Regions from separate parts of the Macaca mulatta genome. Here region 2 is linked to region 1. Evidence: chromatin contacts called from public Hi-C data. All regions are on one chromosome and are shown on one strand. Each heading gives the region's core, a stretch centred on a gene start, on an enhancer-like site or on the middle of the called end of the contact. The rest is flanking DNA. Distances are from core to core; before and after follow the strand shown.

The links. A called contact is a pair of places that touch in the nucleus more often than the background predicts.
Region 2: a contact with region 1 is called in a Hi-C map of liver, with 2.3 times the contacts expected there. The contact joins the promoter of SLC25A4 here to the promoter of CENPU in region 1. A contact is called at or near these places in 3 of 14 Hi-C or Micro-C datasets (fetal cortex germinal zone, fetal cortical plate and liver).

Annotation. Positions count from the first base shown.
Region 1 is chr5:193,164,147-193,168,590 of T2T-MMU8v2.0, reverse strand. It overlaps CENPU (centromere protein U), which reads left to right and starts at 2,683. Exons shown (of 13, transcript XM_015139596.3): 1 at 2,683-3,030. The coding sequence starts at 2,981. It overlaps LOC144340881 (a long non-coding RNA gene), which reads right to left and starts at 2,873. Exons shown (of 5, transcript XR_013417407.1): 1 at 2,629-2,873; 2 at 1,417-1,534; 3 at 1-134.
Region 2 is chr5:193,578,372-193,582,815 of T2T-MMU8v2.0, reverse strand. It overlaps SLC25A4 (solute carrier family 25 member 4), which reads right to left and starts at 2,690. Exons shown (of 4, transcript NM_001258165.1): 1 at 2,462-2,690; 2 at 683-1,169; 3 at 32-172. The coding sequence starts at 2,572.

The sequences.
Region 1 (4,444 bases), core at 1,434-3,933:
TCAGACAGACACGGAATGGTGCCGGGTTTCAAGCTCTGGACCAGGCTCCCAGGAGCTCACTCAGGCAGCACCACTTGCTGTCAGTGGGACCGCTCCCTGGGATCCTCCGCTGAGACGTGGGATTACAGTGCCTACTGCAGAGGGTAATTGAGAGGATTACATGAGTCAACAGATAGTAATCACTCAGGACAACGCCTGCATCATAAGTGCTCGGTAAATCCAGAAGGAAGAGGGAAAACAGAAGACCTGGCCCCTGGAAAAGTCGACGTACGAGGTGGGCAAGCAAAAGGACTCAGAGCCCTGACGGTTTCTCAAACCTCTCCATCCAACTCAGCTGGACACTCATTCTACCTCTGGATGTTTCAGTGACTCAGGGCCCTGCCCGCTTCTCAAACCTCTCCATCCAACTCCACTGCACACTCATTCTAACCCTGGACATTTCAGTGATGCATGCTCCTGATTTTCCTTTATTATTTACATGTATTTGGGTTGAGCGTTTGTTATTTCCACCCAGAGTGCTGAACCCCTTCTTGTTTTGACTGGGTAGTTTCTTTTTTCAGACCCGCAAGCACAAAAGGTTTGACTACACCCCCTTTCCTAGAAAACGGAGCTTCTCACTCACTCTCTTAAGGGCAACTACTTTTAGTGGCTCCAGGAACTTATTTCTACCCACCCACAGGGAACTACCTTTAATACCTTACAGGTGATTCCCTTCTATGGCAGTTGCCCACATGATTTCCAGGTAAACAAGCATTTCACTGAAGAGGAAATAGGAATGGCCTATAAGCAGTAAAAAAGATGATCAACTTAGGGGAAATGCAAACCAAAACCCAACAGGATGCCCATATGGAAACCCATTTTAACTCACTGGATAAACAATGTAAAAGTCTTTAAAATGCTGAATATTGATAATATTTGAAGCCAGTGGGGGGGGGGGTGTAAACTGTACGATCTACAATGTGTAAACACTGGTATTATCATGGAAAGCTGTACTCTGTATCCTACATAGCAGTAATATCCCTACTGAATCTATCCCTAGAGAAGCTCTTAGACATGTCCCCTGCAAACCTCCTATAAGAGTGTTCAGTGCTGTATTGTTGGTAACAACAAAGTACTGCAAACAACTGATACACCCACACACAAGAGAACAGATAAATAAAATATGGAGTATTTACTTATGCATTCCAAAGACTGAACATAAATGAACTGCAGCTACATGCAGATTTAGATGCAATTGCGGATACATCTAACAGTAACAGATTTATATGAGGACGCAAAGGCATTAAGAATGATACAATGGACTTTGAGGACTTAGGGGGAAGAGTGGGATGGGGGCAAGGGATAAAACACAACATATATGGTGCAGTGGGGTGATGGATGCACCAGGATCTTACAAATCACCACTAAAGAACTTACTCGGCCGGGCGCAGTGGCTCACGTCTGTAATCCCAGCACTTTGGGAGGCTGAGGCAGGTGGATCCTGAGGTCAGGAGATCAAGACCATCCTGTCTAACACGGTGAAACCCCATCTCTACTAAAAATACAAAAAAAAAAAAAAAATAGCTGGGCGTGGTGGCAGGCGCCTGTAGTCCCAGCTACTCGGGAGGCTGAGGCAGGAGAATGGCATGAACCCGGGAGGTGGAGCTTGCAGTGAGCCAAGACTGGGCCACTGCACTCCAGCCTGGGAGACAGAGCAAGGCTCCGTCTCAAAAAAAAAAAAAAAAAAAAAAAAAGAACTTACTTATGTAACTAAATAGCACCTGCACCCCAATAATTTATGGAAAAATAAAATAAAAAATAAAAGCAATAGCTTTAGTAAGAAAGGACATTTGCAGAATACCTACCAAATATCATATAAAGTTTAGAAACATGCAATAATCAATACATTATTTGGGGCTATATCAAGGTAGAAAACCACAGGAATGATACACATAAAATTAGAACAGTGGTTATTCTCTGGAGGAGGAGGGTGCCATTCAGAGGGGTACCCAAGAGTTATGTATAATAATGATTCATATCCCCATCCAGTGCTGGTTACACGGATGTTTGTTTTTATCCTTACATTACACATGTTATATTCTTTTATATGCATGAAACGTAATTTTTTATCATAGTAAAATATACACAACAAAATTTAGCATTTTAACCGTTTGTAAGTTTACAGTTCTGTGGCATCAAGTACGTTCATCTTGTGCATCCATCCACCACTATTTCCAAAACGTTTTCATCATCCCAAACTGCTGTTGGTATCATATCCAAGAAATCATACCACCAAGTCCAATGTTATGAAGCTTTTGCTCTGTTTTCTTTTAAGAGTTTTAATTTTAATTTTAGCCTTTATATATAGGTGTTTGATCCATTTTGCGTTAATTTTTATACGCGGTGTAAGGTAAGGGTTCAATTTCATTCTTCTGCATTACACATTTTTAAACAGAAACAAAATAAAAGAACAAAAGGATCCCTGACCATTTACAAATGAAGGTGCTGGGATAGAGGTAAAGTAACGTGCTAAGCTCAGACAGCTGATAAAGGCAGCAGGGGCTGCAAGCCAAATCCTGTGGGTCTGTCAAGACGACTGCGGCCTCAGCGGCACCAGCTGCGATAGCTGGTCTGCGCCCACCCACTTACCTGCCCACAGGCTCAAGGACACTAGCTCCTCCCCTTTCCCCACCCACAGGGGGCGGTCCCACGTGGCTCCGGGGCTTTCGGGCTCTGGAAAACTGGCGATGCGGGTGGGAGGAAAGCCCGGAAAACTTTGGCATGACATGGACCGTAGGTAACTGGTTGTGCGGCATGGACTTCAGTTCCGTTGCGGTGTGATAGCCAGGCCCAGTTTTCCCTCCCGCTCCAAGGCGGGGAGGAGCCCGGGGCCCGCTCAGGAAGTTCTGCGCACGCGCGCGTGCTCGGCCCGGATTGGCTGCTCGGAGCGGCGAGGGGCTTGGCGGGAGCTTCCAGTCGCTCGGGAGCGGAGGGCGGCATCATGGCTCCGCGGGGGAGGCGTCGGCGGTCGCGGCCTCACAGGCCTGAGGGGTAAGTACTGCCGACCCTCAGAACGCGAGGCCGGAGACCAGCTTGAACTGCTTCCTCGCCTGCCGCGGTTTGCGCCTCCCGGCGCTGTTCGTGCTCCACTGTGGAGCTCGCTCGAGTGGCCAGTCGCCCGGGTCCCGGCTTTCTCGTCAGACTAGTGGGGATAAGAGTGATTCCCACCCGCACGGGCCTAACCCTGCCTGGCGGGCGGGAAGACGTTAGCCAGTGTCGTGTCGTTTTGTAGGGGGCAGTAGTGCCGTCCAGAGTAGTGAGTGTCGAAGTGTTAGCTTGAAAGCAAAACATTCAGCAAATACTTATTGCCTACGATTTGGCAGACTTTAATGTGAGTGGAGTTTACTCTCCGGGAATCAGTTTTCTTATTTTGAAGACGCTGGTGTTTTCGGACTGCAAACCACAGACCGGAGCACAAGTGTGGCTGGGGGAGCGAGCTGCCGCCTGCCTTTCTTCAGGGTGGGTGGAGCGGTTGTTGTTCATCAAAGCCAGCGCGCGTTTGGTCGGTTGCAAGACGCGCTCTAGAATGCTGGTCGCTGATTGGTTGGCGAATGGCCATCCAAGGCCCGGCCTGGATCTGGCGGGAAGGGTCTCGGCTCGCTGCAGACCGTGCACAAAACCGTGCGCCAAGACGGTCTGAAGACAACAGGAGTTCCCCGGCGGGGAAGGCTGCCTGGAGAAGGTGGTGCTGGCAGCTGCGGGGTTAGGGTGGAAAGCTGGAGCAGGACACCGCAGGTAGGTGGGGAAACCGAGACCAGACTCCTGGGGCCAGTGGAGAAGAGGATTAGAAAAGAATGTCAGCCTTGAATATCAGCTGAAAAGAGTTTATCCGAAAGGCTAGTGGTTTTTGTTGTCTTTATTTTTATTTTTTTTAACATTTTTGGGTTTGAGACTCATGAAATCTGTTCAGGCCTCCTCCCAGAACACACTAATGCACATACAACAGAATTTTTTTTTTTTTTTTTGAGTCGGAATTTCACTCTAGCCCAGGCTGGAGTGCAGTGGCGCAACCTCCGCCTCCCAGGTTCAAGCGATTCTCCTGCCTCAGCCTCCACAGTAGCTGGGATTACAGGCGTGAGCCACCACGTCCAGCTCATTTGTGTATTTTTAGTAGAAATGGGGTTTCACCATGTTGGCCAGGATGGTCTCGATTTCCTGACCTCATGATCCGCCCGCCTTGACTTCTCAGAGCGCTGGGATTACAGGCGGGAGCCACCGCACCTGGCCCAGAAATTTTACCTGTGGGTTGTCACAGAGGTTTCTGTCTCTCAGAAGCCCCACCTTGACTGCAACCTAAGGCAAGGAGGAACCTTGACTTTTTTTCCCCCCCAAGAAAGGACAAGACAGCTCAAAGAGTTTAGATGATGAAGTTTATGTGGTCTAGTTTTTGTTGTGTTTCTGTTAC
Region 2 (4,444 bases), core at 1,441-3,940, 410 kb before region 1:
AGAGGTTTAGATGAGTAGAGCACCAGCTTACCCCCTTTCCGGCCGGACTGCATCATCATCCTACGACGAACAGTGTCGAAGGGGTAGGACACCAGCCCTGCGACTGCCGTCACACTCTGGGCAATCATCCAGCTCACAAAAATGTGCACGTTCTTGGGGTCAGGCAGCATCCCTGTGGACAGAGCCAAGAAGCCGAACGGCTATGAAGCGACTGTTCTCAGCAGAAAGCAGGTGGAGGGAGAGAGGCCACCGCACCTCCAGCTGCACGCTCTGACCTTGCGGGGAACCTGCCCCTGTGCAGGTGCCTCACGTATGAGCAGGCGGCCAGCAAAGGTGGCTGCTGCCGTCTCTGGACCCCGGGGAGCCAGTGCTCTGCTCATATGCAGGGCACTGGAAGTGGCTTCAAGTTAAACTCAGTAACTGCTATGGCTGTGTCTAGAGGGAGACAGGCTCCCCCTTCCTCCTCTCTTAATAACTAAAGGCCAGAGTGTATTTCAGTAGAGGACACGAAGACTGCTTTAGCTATTAATTTATGCACACCACCTCCTCATTCAGAAGCCTCAATTATCCCAGAGACTAGAAAAAAACCAGATGGATATATATCAAGTCCTTTGTGAGTTACAGATCCCATAGGATCCTCTATCCACACCGCCCTCCTTCTCCCCTGATGCCCCTCTCTCACCCTTGGCAGTATCATAGACTCCGAAGTAGGCAGCTCTGTAGATAATGATGCCTTGGACAGAGACGTTGAAACCTTGGTAGAGACCCCTCAGGCCATCAGACTTGAAGATCTTGATGATACAGTCGCCCAGACCATGGAACTCACGCTGGGCGGCACCCTTGCCCACGTCGGCAGCCAACCTGGTCCTAGCAAAGTCCAGCGGGTAGACAAAGCAAAGGGAGGTGGCCCCAGCGGCCCCACCAGATGCCAGGTTACCAGCAAAGTAGCGCCAGAACTGCTTATGCCGATCCACACCCCCTAAGAAGAGCTGCTTGTACTTGTCCTTGAAGGCGAAGTTGAGAGCTTGGGTGGGGAAGTAACGGATCACGTTGGCCAGGTTACCCCTCCAGAAGGAGAGAAAGCCCTGCTCCTTGGGGATTCTCACCACACAATCAATGATCCCTTTGTACTGCTTCTCAGCACTGATCTGTTTGCTGGCATGCTGGACCTGGTGGAGGGGAGGGTGGGTGATAGAGGACAGGCAGGGCAGGGACAGGGGAAAAGGACAGGAGAAAAAAGAAGGTTTGCACTTCCTAGATTTTTTTTTTTTTTTGAAGAAAAAAAGGATGAGGAAATCAAATGGATACTGAGGACATGTAAATGGATACTGTTATCCATGTTAGTTACTAGATAACAAGCCAAAATAATCCAATGTGGCTTCAATTATTAGGGTATTTGAGGGAAAAGGTGTTGCCCCAAATAAACTGAAGAGGTGACTGAATTGTATAAAGCTAGCCATTTATCTATTTCACTTTCCCTAGGTCTGAGAACTGTATGAGGGGCTTACTGGGGGACAGAATGAGTAACACTCCCTGCTTCAAAGGGCTTTGGATTTAATAGACATGATGGCCAAAAAATGACAATTTCTCAGTGTCACTCTGATCACCCTGGAGATGAGGATCTCTAGTAGATGCTCTAATAGAGGAAGGAGAATAAATCCACTAAGCATTAGGGCTCCAAAGTTTTCAAGCAGACAATCCAAGTAATCAATTATTGAGGTTTCGCTGCCTTTGTGAGCAATTTGTGGGGGGGTTTGTTAGCAATTTTGACTCCCAAATTGGGCTCTTCCTCATTGAGGGGCCCTGACCTTTTGGGCAGGTGGAGAAAAACAGGAGGATGATGATAAGCCATTCAGCGACCAGGTAGGGGAGGAAAAGATTTGGAGACAGGATGATCTGAGTTTATTCCGAAAATTGTTTCTTAACATTTCAAAACCTCAGCTTCATCTGTAAAATGGAGAAGAAAAACTCTCTCACAGAGGTTACATAAAGATGAAGGCGTCAGCCTGCATACAGCACTGTGCGTGAGATACGATAAGGGAATTCCTGCGTGATGATTATTTTGGTGTTTTCATTGTAAAGGTGCGTGCGCATAAGACGGTGCCAAAAATACTGGCAATCACTAGGTGCCTCCAGGCCTGAGTGCACGCCCGGGCTGTCACGGGCGCAGGATCTGGCACACGTAAACCGGCTCCGGGTGGGTTTCCATATATAGACACCCGAACGCCGGGCGCCACCCGACACCAGGAATCTGCGACTGACGCTGGACCTGTCTCTACGCAGAGGGCACCTTCTTCCCCCACAAGCGGGCGGGCGCCCGGGCCTGTGGCCTGGCGCAGATTTTCCGCGGCGCCCCGCACCCTGCAGCTCGCGCCGCATCGCGCGCCCCGCCCGGCCCACCTCGCCAGCGCCCGCGCCTCGCACCGCGCCCGCACCACCCCTTGCACCGCGCCGTCCTCACCTGCAGCAGCAGTTTGACCCTCTCGATGGGGGCGACCGCGGTCTTGGAGACTGCAGCGGCGACACCACCGGCCAGGAAGTCCTTTAGGAAGCTCCAAGCGTGATCACCCATGGTGACAGCTCGACGCACTCAGCCCGCGGGCAGCCCGCTCGCGCTCTCGCCCACGCCCGGCCTGGCACCGCCGCGCAGTCCCCGACCCTGCGCGACGCGAAGGGGCCGCCGCCTCGCCCGCAGCCCCCCCTTATATCCGCGCCGGGCTCTCGCGAGAGGAGGCGGGTCGCGGCCGGCGCGCGCGCCGCGCATTGGCTGGCCATGTACGCGGCGCCCCCTCCTCCCGCTTCAGAGGGCATCGGGGGCGAAGGCGTTTCCGGGAGCGGGGCTGGGCCGGGGGCTGTCCCTGCAACTTGGGACATTTAAAGGGCACATTCATGTTATCTGTCCCGCCGAGCCCAAGGAACACCGTGTCACCGCGGCATGTGGGCCGCGTATTTATAGCACAAGCAGCCTTAGGCCGGGTTGAAGCCGGGGCAGACACCGGGCGGCTGCCTCCAGCGGAGCGTTCTTGACCCTCCAGCCTGCACGGGCCGCCCTCAGGCCCAGGGATTTCGAGCCGTTTCCTCCTTCTTGCATCTAAAGGCGCCCCCCACCAGAACTCACTGCCTGGATATGGGCTTCCTTAGAGCCGTGCGCTCCGGAGAGAATAAATGGCAATCCTCTCAGATACTGTGGTCACTCGATGCTGTGATTGCCTCATAGAATCTGACAAACTGCTGCCTCTCACTTCATTTCATTCAATCGTTCGTTCCATCATTCATTCTGCTGTTACATATTGATGTGTCTGGCACTCAGTGCCCACAGGAAAGGCCTGGTGCAGGGGGGACTAGGTGAATTCATACTTGTTTTGGCAAAACTCTGACTCTAAAACACAGGTCACTTCTTTTGTAAGCCCCTAAAGGGTTTAACGTACCACTCTGCTCTCAGCGGAATTTCAGCACATATCAGGGCAGAATGTTCTCAGTCAGCTGGTGCCTTCTTGAGGGTCAGTGCTGTCAGTCTTCCAGAGAAGATCCAGTCCTTAGCTGTATTTGCCTCTTTTTAATGGCAGCTGGGGTTGAGGAAATGCTATTTAATCCCAGGAAATTGATTGCAATTAATTTCTTAAAATATATAAATTTGAGCTTTTATTTTCCTTAGCTTGTTTTTTAGGCAGTTCATGTAACCATACAGCTTTTCAAATACAACTGTTCCTTCCCCTAGAATGACTGCAATTTGTTTTTAACTTTAAACTCTTTACTCAATGATCTTCCCATGTTTGCTAATTTTCATTTGTACCTTTAACGAAGTTTATTGTTTTTATAAGCTTTTTTCTTTATTATGTTTGCTGACATCATGTTAGAGGTTTATGGAGCTGCAGCTGTGTGTCACCTGGGCCTGGAGACTTTGGTATAGCAGAAGTCACTCCGGTTCCAGGGCCACAGAGGGCAAGCGTTTTTCTAAGAGTGGGGCAGGCTAGAGTTCCGCAATCCAGGTAAGCAGAATGAAAGCTAGGAACTAGTGCAAAGTTGCCTGAGGTCAGAGCAGACAGAAAGTCAAGACCTCGGAAGAGACAAACAGATAAACCATGTATGTGTTCATTCAACAGACTCTTGTTGAGCATTCACTGTGTCCCAAGAACCAAGTGTAGCCCTGCCGATTGAGTATAAGTAGACATGGCCCATCTCCAAAGACCTTAGAGTTCAGTGTATTCATCACTTGCTCCACTTTATCACAACTTCACTTACAGATTTCCATGGATCAGCATAATCCACACAGTAATCCTTTTTAATTATAATAGCTCACTGTATCCCATCCTGTAATATAGAGTTGCTTTTAAACCTCCATTTTCCTTTTAATTGTACATTAGAATTGTGTCTTATTTTTATTATGAAAAATAGGCCGGGTGTGGTGGCTCATGCCTGAAATCCCAGTATTTTGGGAGGCTGA